2 separate regions of the Mus musculus genome follow, and region 2 is linked to region 1. The links are chromatin contacts, called in public Hi-C maps. All regions are on one chromosome and are shown on one strand. Each heading gives the region's core, a stretch centred on a gene start, on an enhancer-like site or on the middle of the called end of the contact. The rest is flanking DNA. Distances are from core to core; before and after follow the strand shown. Region 1 has its middle 160 kb from the start of Gm33551. Region 2 overlaps Ralyl (RALY RNA binding protein-like).

What was found. A called contact is a pair of places that touch in the nucleus more often than the background predicts.
Region 2: a Hi-C map of cortical neurons shows a contact between it and region 1, with 4 times the contacts expected there. The contact joins two enhancer-like sites. A contact is called at or near these places in 3 of 484 Hi-C or Micro-C datasets (cortical neurons, embryonic fibroblasts and forebrain).

The regions. Positions count from the first base shown.
Region 1 is chr3:10,682,119-10,688,131 of GRCm38.p6, reverse strand. No RefSeq gene overlaps it. Among named protein-coding and RNA genes, the nearest start is that of Gm33551, 160 kb to the left of the region's middle. Within about 2 kb of position 2,266, at least 18 of the 459 cell types and tissues checked have an H3K27ac peak or open chromatin away from gene starts, as enhancers often do. A contact at or near this core is called in cortical neurons, where this site is marked.
Region 2 is chr3:13,711,806-13,717,818 of GRCm38.p6, reverse strand. The region is part of intron 1 of Ralyl (RALY RNA binding protein-like); the gene reads right to left. Among named protein-coding and RNA genes, the nearest start is that of 4930539N22Rik, 62 kb to the right of the region's middle. Within about 2 kb of position 3,403, at least 3 of the 459 cell types and tissues checked have an H3K27ac peak or open chromatin away from gene starts, as enhancers often do. A contact at or near this core is called in cortical neurons, where this site is marked.

The DNA.
Region 1 (6,013 bases), core at 1,017-3,516:
TTTCTGAAATTCCCTGTAGTGTTTCACATACAAATATGAAGCAAATTGCTCTACATGCACTTTCTTAACATTTAGGATGATGTTATAGCTTCCAATGTTTGTTTGACAGGATTTTTCTCTGGCTTTACAGATGGTGTAAAAGGACAGTGGCTAACGAGTTTCCCTTGAGAATTACAAATCCATGCCTTAAAAATGTCCTATTCATACAGGGTCAAAATTCTGAAAACAGCACATATCTACATATATGTACACACACACATGCCCACACACACACACACACACACACACACACACACACAGGCTTTTAAAATAAAACTCTGACTTCCTCAGAAAAACAAAATTGGTTATTTACAGACCTTACAAGATTCATTGTCGGTTCTGCAACATACACATACACTACAGATTTAACATGGTTTAAATAATGAGCCCCACATAAAGTGTACAGTGGAAAGATGACCATAGCAGGTCCCGGGTCTCACAACAACTAAGAATTCTTTCTAATCAGTGAACAGACTCAGAGTAATCAAAGAAAATAACCTTCTTTTAGCAAGTACAGATCCGCAAGGCTTTTCAAAACCTTATGGCATTCCAGGCTGATCCACAGAATCCCTTTGGTCCAGTAGAAGCTACAGCACGCGCTAATGGTGACATTTTCCTCCAAATATCACTAACTTTCACAGAAGCCAGCAGCTTCGGAGCGCTGGAGGCAGCAAGCCCGGAAGCAGGAGAGCCTACCTTCTCTGTCACTGTGCCCTGCTCACTTAGTTGCGCTTCATTTTGCTCATGCACACGAAGGAATAAGAAACTCGGGGTTTTTTCCTAAGAGTGATAGGAAGAAAATAAATGGATGTCAATATATAAATGCTTTCATTGAGATTCTTATAAACAAAGAAAAATCCCTACATATCCAACACTCTGAATATCCTCAATATAATTAGCTGAGCAGTCCGTACGTTTGGGTGGTACCGTTTCCCTGTATTCTTTAATTTAACAGGCACTTAATATGTGACATTTCCTCCAAATATCACTGACTCTCACAAAAGATGGGAACTTCAAGGTGCTAGAAGCTGAGTCCTTATCAAAATGGCAGAAGAGCATACTCTTTGTATCTGGGAGCAAGGCTGGCCTTTTCCATTTGACAAGCAACACACCGTCCTTGACAGCCTCTCTCTTCAACCAGGAAATGAAACACCACTTGTATGTGGCCAGTTGGTCAAATAATAGTGAAGAATGCCAGTTCTAGAAAATGACACTTTAATATACTTACAGAATGAAAGGAAGTGCCTGCTTCCCTCAGCAGGCTGATGTAGACTCGGGAGAAAGCTCTCGAAGAACAGTAGTGTCAGAAATGAAACCACAATCATCCATACGACTTTGCAAAAGACAGGAAAGCACTAAGTCTAGGTAGAGCATAAAGCCAGAAAGATGAAAGTTAAGGCCAGAGAAAAAGCTTAGTATATTTGGAGTGCGGGGGGAGGGGAGAGGCAGGAGGGGCGGTAATCTAAAAACACTCAAATAACCGAGGAAACAGAAAATCCTCTTCAACCTCACAGAGCTGCACGGTTCCGCGTAACAGGGAAAGGTCATCTTAAATAGCTGCTCTTCTGGCGTTTTTCTTTTGTTTTTTAATAAACTGAATTAATGAGTTGGACTTCAGTGCCCTTTTAAAAAGTAGACAAAATGAACCACTGTTGACAAACATGGCATTAAAAGATTGTTGAGAAGGCCTGCAGTACTTGTGCTTGGAGCCTGCAGCTACCCCAGCTGTGGGCTTCGGGTGACAGCTGCAGAAAGCACGCAGGGCTAAAAAGTATCATTTGGATTTGGGGTGATTGGTTCTGAGGGTTTGCGTTCTCTTTTTGAAGTGATCATTTGGTGTGATTGCCATCAGGGGCTTAAAGAAGATCAAAAACTTCAGATGATGTAACCTGCTTGCCTGGAAAGACTTCTAATTGAATCAGACACAGACTGAATACAATTCGCTGAAAAAGACTCAGAGCCTCTGCTCAAAACAGCACTGCAACATCCAGAGGGCTCCATCTCGATCTTTTGTCTTTTTCTCAAGAAAGGGCTATGATTACATATCTTCATCGTTTGCAGGACTTCCTGTTTAGGGTGACAGAAAAGAACGTCAGGAAAATCCACACGTACTTTTTCCTCTACTTGCATTTTTATGTGAAAATTGTATTCACATTTAAAGAAAGTGGGTCTGTGTGGACACATGGCTATGATGGGCAGAGATAAACATGAATCCTTGTAGAAATCCTGGCAGAGGATTTGGCAGATCTGTCAAAGTCTAATTCTCAACACAACCAGATGGTAGAGCGTCTCATAGAGAGACTCAGAATTCCAGAGCAAACACCTATCTCTGGGCTTTTTGGGCAATGTGCCTACATATTTGTTCTTATTATCTTGTCTAGTGCTTGCCAGACTTCTGTGCTCCAATTTTGAAACACAAACTGAGAAAACAGTTGAAATGTTTACTTTCAACGGAGTATTGACAGTCAGTCAGTCCATCAGAAAATACCCCATCACGCCCTCAGGGCACATAATGCTACTGTGGGTGAATGGAGATGTGTATTAAAGAACAGATCATATCTTTGAACCAAAGCAATGATTTCATTCGCACAGGACTTGTATGTTGGGGGTCTCATGCTGGATTCTGACATTAGAGAGAGCCCAGACACAGATTGAAGAACACAATTCTAACAGAAAACTCATGGTTGTTTTTATTTTTATTTTTATTAACTTTTTGGTTATCTGACTGCACAAGGACCATGCAGCCTCTCTCTCCTTGCCACACACTGCCACCTACAGGACAGTCAGCAGCCAGTACATAATAACTTGTTTTCCTTCTCAGGGCTGAAAATAAATGTCCTAATTAATTTCATGATGTCCCTGTTTTTCATGCAGCATTAAAGTTAAGTATGCAAGTGCCCACTGGGTCTGTGTCTATAATCGTAAAATAAAAATGCTGCCTAGAGTTTGGGATTAGTTGGGGGAGCTGAAATGTCCTCCTGGGCACAGGGCATTTCACAGCAAAGCATACAAGGCATGTTTCCGTCCCTGTTGCATCTCTTTCCAGGAAGCAAGTATCACAGGCAGGTTGGCAAGTGACTCCAGAGACGGTAGCAACTGCTGATGGTGATAAACGCAGTTCTCACATACAGCATTTACTGGTGAAGGTGAACGGTAGCCGTGAGTTTCATTAATTGTGATACCATTGACTACTCTTCTTCAAAGAAAGCCCTGTGAGTGTTTACAGATTAGTTAAGATCATATTTTTCAGAAGTATAGAGAAAGAAATTTAAAGAAAAGCATTACCCAGTGATACGCATTAAAATAAATTCAAGTCTTAGTTTTCTGATGAGTATAAATAAAATTATCAAAATATGCCTGTTAGGACGAGGCCATGATGAGGGAAAAGAAGTCATTTGGTTCTTTCAATTTGGTAGCAAGAACATTATGGCATTTTCTCTTTGGAAAGAATTATCAAATTACTTGCTTGAAAAAAAATTGTTGAAATCGGGCCAGAAGAGCAGCTTCCATGGCAACGAATGCATTAGGAGATCATAGATGTCCTATATCCTCATTTAGCATCTTGATGATATAATTCAGAGAAAATCCATGGGCTTCAGATGAACTAAAAGATAAGTGTGATCACACTGATTGGAGAAATCTATGACAAGATTAATCGTGGAAATAATCAAGATTTTCAAAGAAGGACTGAGGTATTTGTCAAAATGGTTAAAATTGACCCTGAATACAAATTAATCAGTAACAAACTTATATGAGGAAAAAACTATCTTCCTTTTTGTTCCACAAAAAAAGCATGGCTAAAACCATGCCCAGCACACATCTGCTATGCAGTCCACATTCTTGAGTGCACTGGAGGATTGCCCTGTCTATGGGAATCTCACGGTATATCATGTTGTAAAATGAAATCTTTTTATAGTACAAACAGCAACCGTTTTTCTCCTCTATGTATTTGGTAAATAATGATCCTCAGATATTGAATTTTCTTAAAGTAATACAGCCATCATTTGCAAATAGCACAATGCCAAGAGACACTTTTATAAATCACTCCTTGAGAATTCAGAATTCAAAAGTATAGTACTGCAAAAATGGGTGCAGGATGGCTATAGTTTCCTTTTCTGTATTAAAGGTGATAAGCATTTGAATTGTCCAGATCTATGGTCAGATATACTTCTTCCAGCCTCAGGGTAAGTTTAGCATATCAAAAACTCAATGACTTGGCTATGCAATGCAGACTTGATACACTGTGGGAGCAGAATGAAGCATCATCTCCTTACTGAAAACATTAGTTTGCACAATTTAAGAACCTGAAATACATGAACTTTGTGCCACCATACTTTGCACCCAATTATAACACATTTACATATATCTACATTTCTAAAACTGAATAAAATGTCCTGTGGAGGGAAAAAAAAGCTAATTTTGACTAGTCTCTATATGGGGCATGAGCATTTATTCACTTTAGTCTTTGAAAATGGTGGAAGGAACTGAGGTGAAAATTAGCATAGTTTAGATCATTGTCTAAAGGTTAGATGAGTGTGAATAGTTGGAAGACTATTCAGAGTATGACCACTCAGTAATATTTGAAATCAGAAGATATAGAAAGGTTCATAATGACAATCCCATATTTCAACTTTATTCATTCCAGTACAAACTGCTAATCCTCAGGAGAGCTGCAGAGTGCTCTCATTTGAAGGCTTGCATGGTACCCTTGTTAGCTTTAGCTGTTAATTTGATGCAGGCTACAGTCACCCCAGAACGTAGTCTCAGCTGAGGGATTGTCAAGATCAGATTCCTCTGTGGTCATGTCTTGGATAGGGGTCCTGTTCTTTAGTTGTTGTAGGAGGGTCTATTGTGGGTAGCACCATTCACTGGGCAGCTGATTCTGATCTGCAGAAGAAAACTAGCTAAGAATGGCCTGCACATTTAGTAATGGCCTCTGATCTGGAAATGTGAGCCATAGGAACTCTTTCTTCTCCTAAGACAGTGTTTCACCACAGCAACAGACAGTGGGGAACTGAGAGGTCTTTGCCAACCCGCCTCAGGCAGCCACTGTGCTCTAGTTCCCTAATTGCACTCCTGTTTTGTCCCCTCCTACTCTATTTTGTGGATGGTATGTGCAGCCTGTACCTTATGGCCAGCACCTCTGAGGTCAGTTTCCTGCTTCTTGATTCCCAGGCATTTTTTTCCACCTGCATCCTCCAACTAAAAACCAACAAGGAACCAAGTTTCTAACTCTGGCCATCTGAGTTAGCTTGAAACTGACTCTGCAGAACCGATGGAAATTTGGATTTCTTTAAATTACACACATGCTATAGCCTCAGGATTGGGACAGAGCCTAATCCTGAGTCATCCATCCAAGATACTCCAGCATCTATGTAATAGTGAGAGCTTGTGGTAAAGTTACATGTTTAGAGGTCATTGTTTACACACACACACACACACACACACACACACAGGAACACACACAGGGGTGGGGGGCAGCTGATGCCAATTTAGAGAATTAGGCCTACATGTTGTATTCCCTCACAGTTGAAGAGTATGATATGGAAGTCAAATATTAATTTTGATAAATAATGACAACTAGGTTTAGTTTACCCAAGATTGGTGATTCCTAAAACAATGACTGGAGAAAGTCTACAAATCTAAAAATCAGCAATTCTACTCTGTGCTATGAGAAATGCATGAGATAATTGAACTGTGAGGTCACTGGAACATTATTGCCAGGGGAGAGACTTGAATAATAACAAAGATAACTGCAAAATGACCAAAAGACATCTTGGATTTCTGTCTGAGCTTTCTGTGCCATATGGAAAAAGAAATTATAGTCTAAATACCTCCCACCACTTAGCAGTGAATGGTAAGAGACTTCACTGCAGAGTGGTAAGCCTGTCTAAGAACCATCTGACTAAGTGTGAGAAACATCTGACTAAGTGTGAGAACCATCTGACTAAGTGTGAGAACCATCTGACTAAGT
Region 2 (6,013 bases), core at 2,154-4,653, 3.0 Mb before region 1:
AAACCTACCTTCCAAGACACTAATGTCAACTTAGTCACCTAAAGAGATCTGGGCAATATAAAATACCATGTTATCTTTGTATTTGAACATCATTTTATGTATTTGATGAAGTATTTCAACACAAAATAATCTCAAGGAATTAAACAAAACCTTTAAAAAAAAGTTTTTATGTTATGTAGATCTCCAGCTTGATTATAATAGTAATATAATTTTCTATTCTTTGTTTTTGTCTATTTGTTTGTTTGTTTTAACAGTGTTTTATAGAGCCAAGGCCAAACAGGAACTCCCTAAAGAGCTGGTGACCTTGAATATGTACCCCATTCTCCTGCTGTACCTCTTAAGAACTGGGATTAAAACCATACCCCCAACCCTACCCAGATTTTACTGAGACTCAAGTTCAAGTTTTCACTCATACTGGAAGAAACAGCACCAATCTACATATTGACACTCTTATTCTTTAAAATTCCTTTGAAAGAAAAGTGTCAGTTGCAATTTCAACCCTTTGATATAATTGTGACGAGTATAAATAGAATATAAATGCTGCAGGTAAGTATGATACTTTGTATTTCTTTGTATTTCTTTGTAATATTAATTATATTGATCTAATTAGCATATCTATCACTTCATATAATTTCAGACACATCTCTGGGATTTCTGAGTAGGCTTTCCAAAGAGTTTTCAAACAAACAAACAAAAACCAAAACAAATCAAAACAAAACAAGAACCTAGCTAAGCTCTCTGCTAGGTGCTGAAGTGAAATGTTCAACTGGTATGGTCAAGTCTTAGACAGGGGAGCCTCAATATGTGACTACACTTGGAAGTAGTTCCTTAAAGGGGGAATTATGTTAAAATGGGGTCATTTAGAGTTGGCACTTAATAATATAACTAGTTTCCTTGTAAGAAGTTATGAAGACATAGAAAAGCACAGAGGGAAAGTCACAGTGAAAACATAGATTTCCTTAACCCAAGGATGTGGTCCCAGTAGAAATCAGTTATACTAGCATCTTGACCTTGCACCTGTCCCTTCAATAATAGTGAGGCAGATTGTTTCTGTGTTTTAAGGTATTCAGGCTGTGACATTTAGTTACAGTTGCCCTGGTAGACTAGAAAGCCTGTCTATAATCTTTTCTCATTTCTAAGCCAATTGATATGACTGGAAGAGAAAGTTGCTGTGGTCATACAAAGACAGTTGAATATGAGCATGTACTCATGCATGTATGTGTGCTCCACCATAGATAAACACCACCCTGTTTTTGTTGCCTCCCTTATACAGATTTGTAAGGAAGAATGAAACACAAAGAAAAGTAAATGCTATAAGGTACTATACAACCAAGCTTGCCTCTATGTACCATGAATTATAAATACTCTAAAGAAGAGTTCTGGGTATAAAAGTTACTGCGTTCATAACTTAAGGTGTTTCAAGGACATCATGATGGTGTGGTTTTGACATTAGAAAATTATACACAAGTTTTATCTTTAATTTTTTCATACAGATATACTCCTACAGCACTTACCTATAAGTAATTAAGATTCAGCCTGAGGCTTTAAATCCAGACCTCAGGAGATAGGTATATCTCTTGAATTGTAAAGTCACCTCATTTACAAAGTAAGTTCCAGGACAGCAGGACAATTCCTATAGCACATATCATGCTACATTCCTGCCAAGACTGTGAAAGGGCTAATTTCTCCACATGCTTATTAGCAGTGTTACAAATGAAGAGCAGTTGTCCTATTGGTGAATATGCATGAATAATCTACATGTATAAATTCATATATATATCACATATATATTATTTAAATTGATATGTAGAATATATATGCATGTACATACATATATACATATATATGAAGGTATATGAATAGGTAGAATAAGTGTTTTTATTTATTATACCATTATTTACAACATTCAAAATATAAAAACCAATGGAAATCACTATTAACAGGCATATGAGTAGAAATAAACCAAAATGTACATACTGATACACAACTCAATCACAAAAGAAAATGCTGTTGCCAATGACACGGAGAAGACTGTCCTAACTGACATAAGCCAGGCAAAGAAAAAAGGCTAAATGTTCTTACTGACATATGAAGCTAAAACCTAATCACTTTATTAAAGCAGGGAGTTGAGTAGAATTACAAGAACCTAGCAGAAAAAAAATGACAAGGACATTAAGGAGAAAGTAGTGACACCATTCTGCTGCATGCTAGAAGGCATTGTGGTTTAATGTATTGACATAGGATCTAGACCCCAATGACTGCCTGATGGCACCTCCATATTATTTTTTATCTTTGTTTTAATCCTATTGAGTGGTGTTTTTAAACAGCCGTTTGAACTTTAGATAGCCATGGACTTTTTGTTGTCTGCCTCTGTGTGCCAGTACTGACACACCATGTGTGTTGCATCCCATCTAGCGCCAGAATTGGTGTTTATAATTCTTCCCTGTATGAGATCCTCTCGATTCTCTCAGTTCTCTTATTTTGTAAAGAAGCAGCAAAACAGAACTGTACTCTGTAACTTTGTTCTAAGTTCTACAGATGATTATAGGGTGAGTACCTTGGACAATTTGTCAGTCTAGAAATAGCGTGACACTAATTATTAAATTCTTCTTGAGAATTTAGAGTAATTCAAATTTAAAGATCACATACAAAACCTCATGTGGTCTGCAAGAAAATAAAGTATTATGAGGCCTGGCTGATAACTTGGTGCCATAGTGTATTCCAGAAATACTCCTCCTTAATAACTGTAATAATTTTGAACAACTCTTACACTATACTTTATATTCTCTTTGAATTCTTTGAACAGGCATCACAAAGACCAGAGAACCAAAGGAATTTAAACTGAAATCTTATAAAAATGTTTTTTTCTCAGAATAGTTTTATAAAGAATCTAAAAACAAATGTAGTCTTCAAAAAAACCACAATAAACAGAACAAAACAAAAACAGCAAGTTACATGTTTATTTTGAATAGAAACTATCTAGTGGGTTGCTTACTAACTTAATCTCAGACAGAGGATAACAATTTACAGAAAAATCTTTCCATTTCTAAACTCTCCTGAGAAACACTGCAGCTCACTGGTTCTTTCACAGTGCATCTTACTATGTGGTGAAGGTGGTCTTAGGTGCAGAGTCTCCTTTGTTAAGTAAACTTCTGTCTTCTCTTGAAACAAAGAAAAGCTGCATTTGCACTTGAATTTAACAAGAGAATACAAAAATAAAACACAACTCCAGAATGCAATGAATATTCCAGAGCCAATTACATAGTTTTTAAATTACCTTCAAATATAACTAATGTTTGTGACTGAACAGGCAAAAAGGCTTCTGAGTCAGACTGTATTGAAATTCTTGCTATTGTGACTGAGAAATTTTTATCAGTCTGAGCTCTCCATTTCTCACTGTATAATAAAGAAAAGGTTATTTGAGGATTGAACTATCCTCATGATCGAGGTAGCTAGAAAACTGGCTGGCACAGGAAGGCATCTGACAAATTTGTTTTTACCTTTCAATGGCAAATTTATCAAGGACAGGTAAATATCTGCATTATGTATCTCCATAGGGATCAGAATGATTCATTTAGCAACCCTTCTTAGAAATCTATATTTAAATCTCATGTTGCTCTTTCCTGCTTATTTTAGAGAAAATGTTAATATTCACGGAAAAGGGAAAATGTCTGTAAGATGATAAAAGTTTTGAGCATATTCATGATATAACAGTATATAGGGCAGTATATAGGTGTTGTGCAAATGGCAGTTCTGACACAGGCCTTGAGCTCATTTGCTTATAAAATTAAAAGGTTCATTTTAAATTGTTGATGAGAAATTAAGAAAATTTAGAAGCCTAACATCCACAGATACACTCCCCAAACACACACTTAAGCCTCTAAGGTTCCTCCTAGACATCACAATATTTTTTGGATGCTTACAGTGTGTCATCAGCTCCATTTGCATAAAAGACAGGGGATACAGGCATCCTCTAACATCTTAAGAATGGCAGCTTAACAGCCTCAGCAGGAAACATGCCTAACAAACTAAAAATAAAGGTATATACGCCCATACCCACTTTTTACAAAGAAGTACACCATAGACTGGAAACAAATCATCTTTTTTTTTTCCACTAAAAGTATTTTAAGGTCTCATTTATCTCAGCCTTCATTGAAAGAGTTGGTTCCAAATGCATCAGCGCTTTACTCAACAAAGAAATAAAGATCAAAACTACAGCTACAATATCAGGTTTTTAAAGATGTCAAATCTCAACAGCACTAAACCAGTTCTTCATTGTTCCGCATGCTATTCTTATTTTGTAAGTACTCAAACAGCCGGTGCAATTCTTTCCTGCAATGATTTCCTTTTCAATGATTTAAGCAGTCTATTCTCAAAAGCAATGCTCAGAAATCCAATTACCATTCCAACACCACGCTTTTGTAAGCCCAGAGCATTAAACCATAGAATATGCCTCTTCTTGCCCCTTTCTCAAACCTCTCCATCACGAACTCAGTTTCTCTATCAAAAGACATTTGGATTTTCTTTTGCATTTTTTGACTTCCTTGGATAAGAAAGGATAGCCATAATTTACCTTAAAACAATGAAAAATTCTGAGTTTTTCATATGAAAATAAATGTGTGGCGGTAAATGTGAGGGATAATTGAACAATAATATATGTCCTCTTTAGCATGGTGTTAGTAAATTACATCATAATATGCTAATATTATGCTAATATTGCATCATAAAATGCTAACTGGAGCTTAATTCATCTCATGTTAATATTGAATATACTGAATACAGAAATTAAGAGTAAAAAGTCCCAAGGTAATTATTTGGTAAAAAGAAACTTCAATATTCATATGTTTTTATGTAAATTCCTTGATCTGTAGATACAGTGTATCTATATTTCTATCTATCTATCTATCTATCTATCTATCTATCTATCTATCTATCTATCTATCTATCTCTATATGTATCTATCTATCTATCTATCTATCTATCTATCTATCTATCTATATGAGTTGCATGGATGAAAATAAACGGTAAACATTAAAGAGATAGTGCATGCACGTTCAAATTTAATTTGTGGATGTAATAGCCAAAGTCACCATTAAGGCAAATAAATGGTCTAGGAATAAAGAAAATAAATCTTTAATTAAATTGATGCTGACTAAATCCATTTACAACAACTCTAAATATAAGATTTTGTCTAATAATGAGTCATTCTTAACCTGTCGTATTCTACAAAAGACATAAGAATTGTGAATTATATAAGCTCTATTTCAGAAATGGACCAATTTTTCATAACTCATGTTAGAATGAAGTCAAATACATGCACAGCACCTTGGAGCCATCAAATAAAGTTAGTGATTACAATATCAAAATTCTATGATCTGTGATTTCTAATCTAACATTAGCAGTGAGAATACAAATATATTTTGAAGTTCAAAAGAAAATTATATCTAACAGTGAGTATAATCTGTAAGCTTATCATTCTCAAATAGGTTGTTATAAACTAATACAGTTTGTATGTGTGTGTGTGAGAGAGAGAGAGAGAAAGAGAGAGAGAGAAAGAAAGAGAAAGAGAAAGAGAAAAATGAGAAAGAGAAAGAGGAAGAGAAAGAGAAAGAGAAAGAGAAAGAGAGTTTTGTTTTTATCAGACCTTATTCAGAAAAAAAAAATGTTCCTCTAACATTCTTTATTTTACAGATTAGGTATCTGAGGCAGATTTTAAGATATATTCATTGATTTGGCAATCATGGATTTAATGTTTCTTTTTGTAGGCAAAATGGCATGCATGAAATTAAAGAGGTGACAACTGTGCTCACTTTAGAGAGCACAGTTCTGGTAAGCATGCAATGGATGCGTGAAAACCATGTGTCATGTAGCCAGCTCATAAACACTATGAAGAGGAAGGAGTGGAGCTAAAGAAAAGCAGCATCATTATAAGGGTTCTCTACTGAAGGAGCAACTCAATGCCATCAAATGCATGGAGGATAACAAGGGAGATAATTAATATACAAGGTGAAAA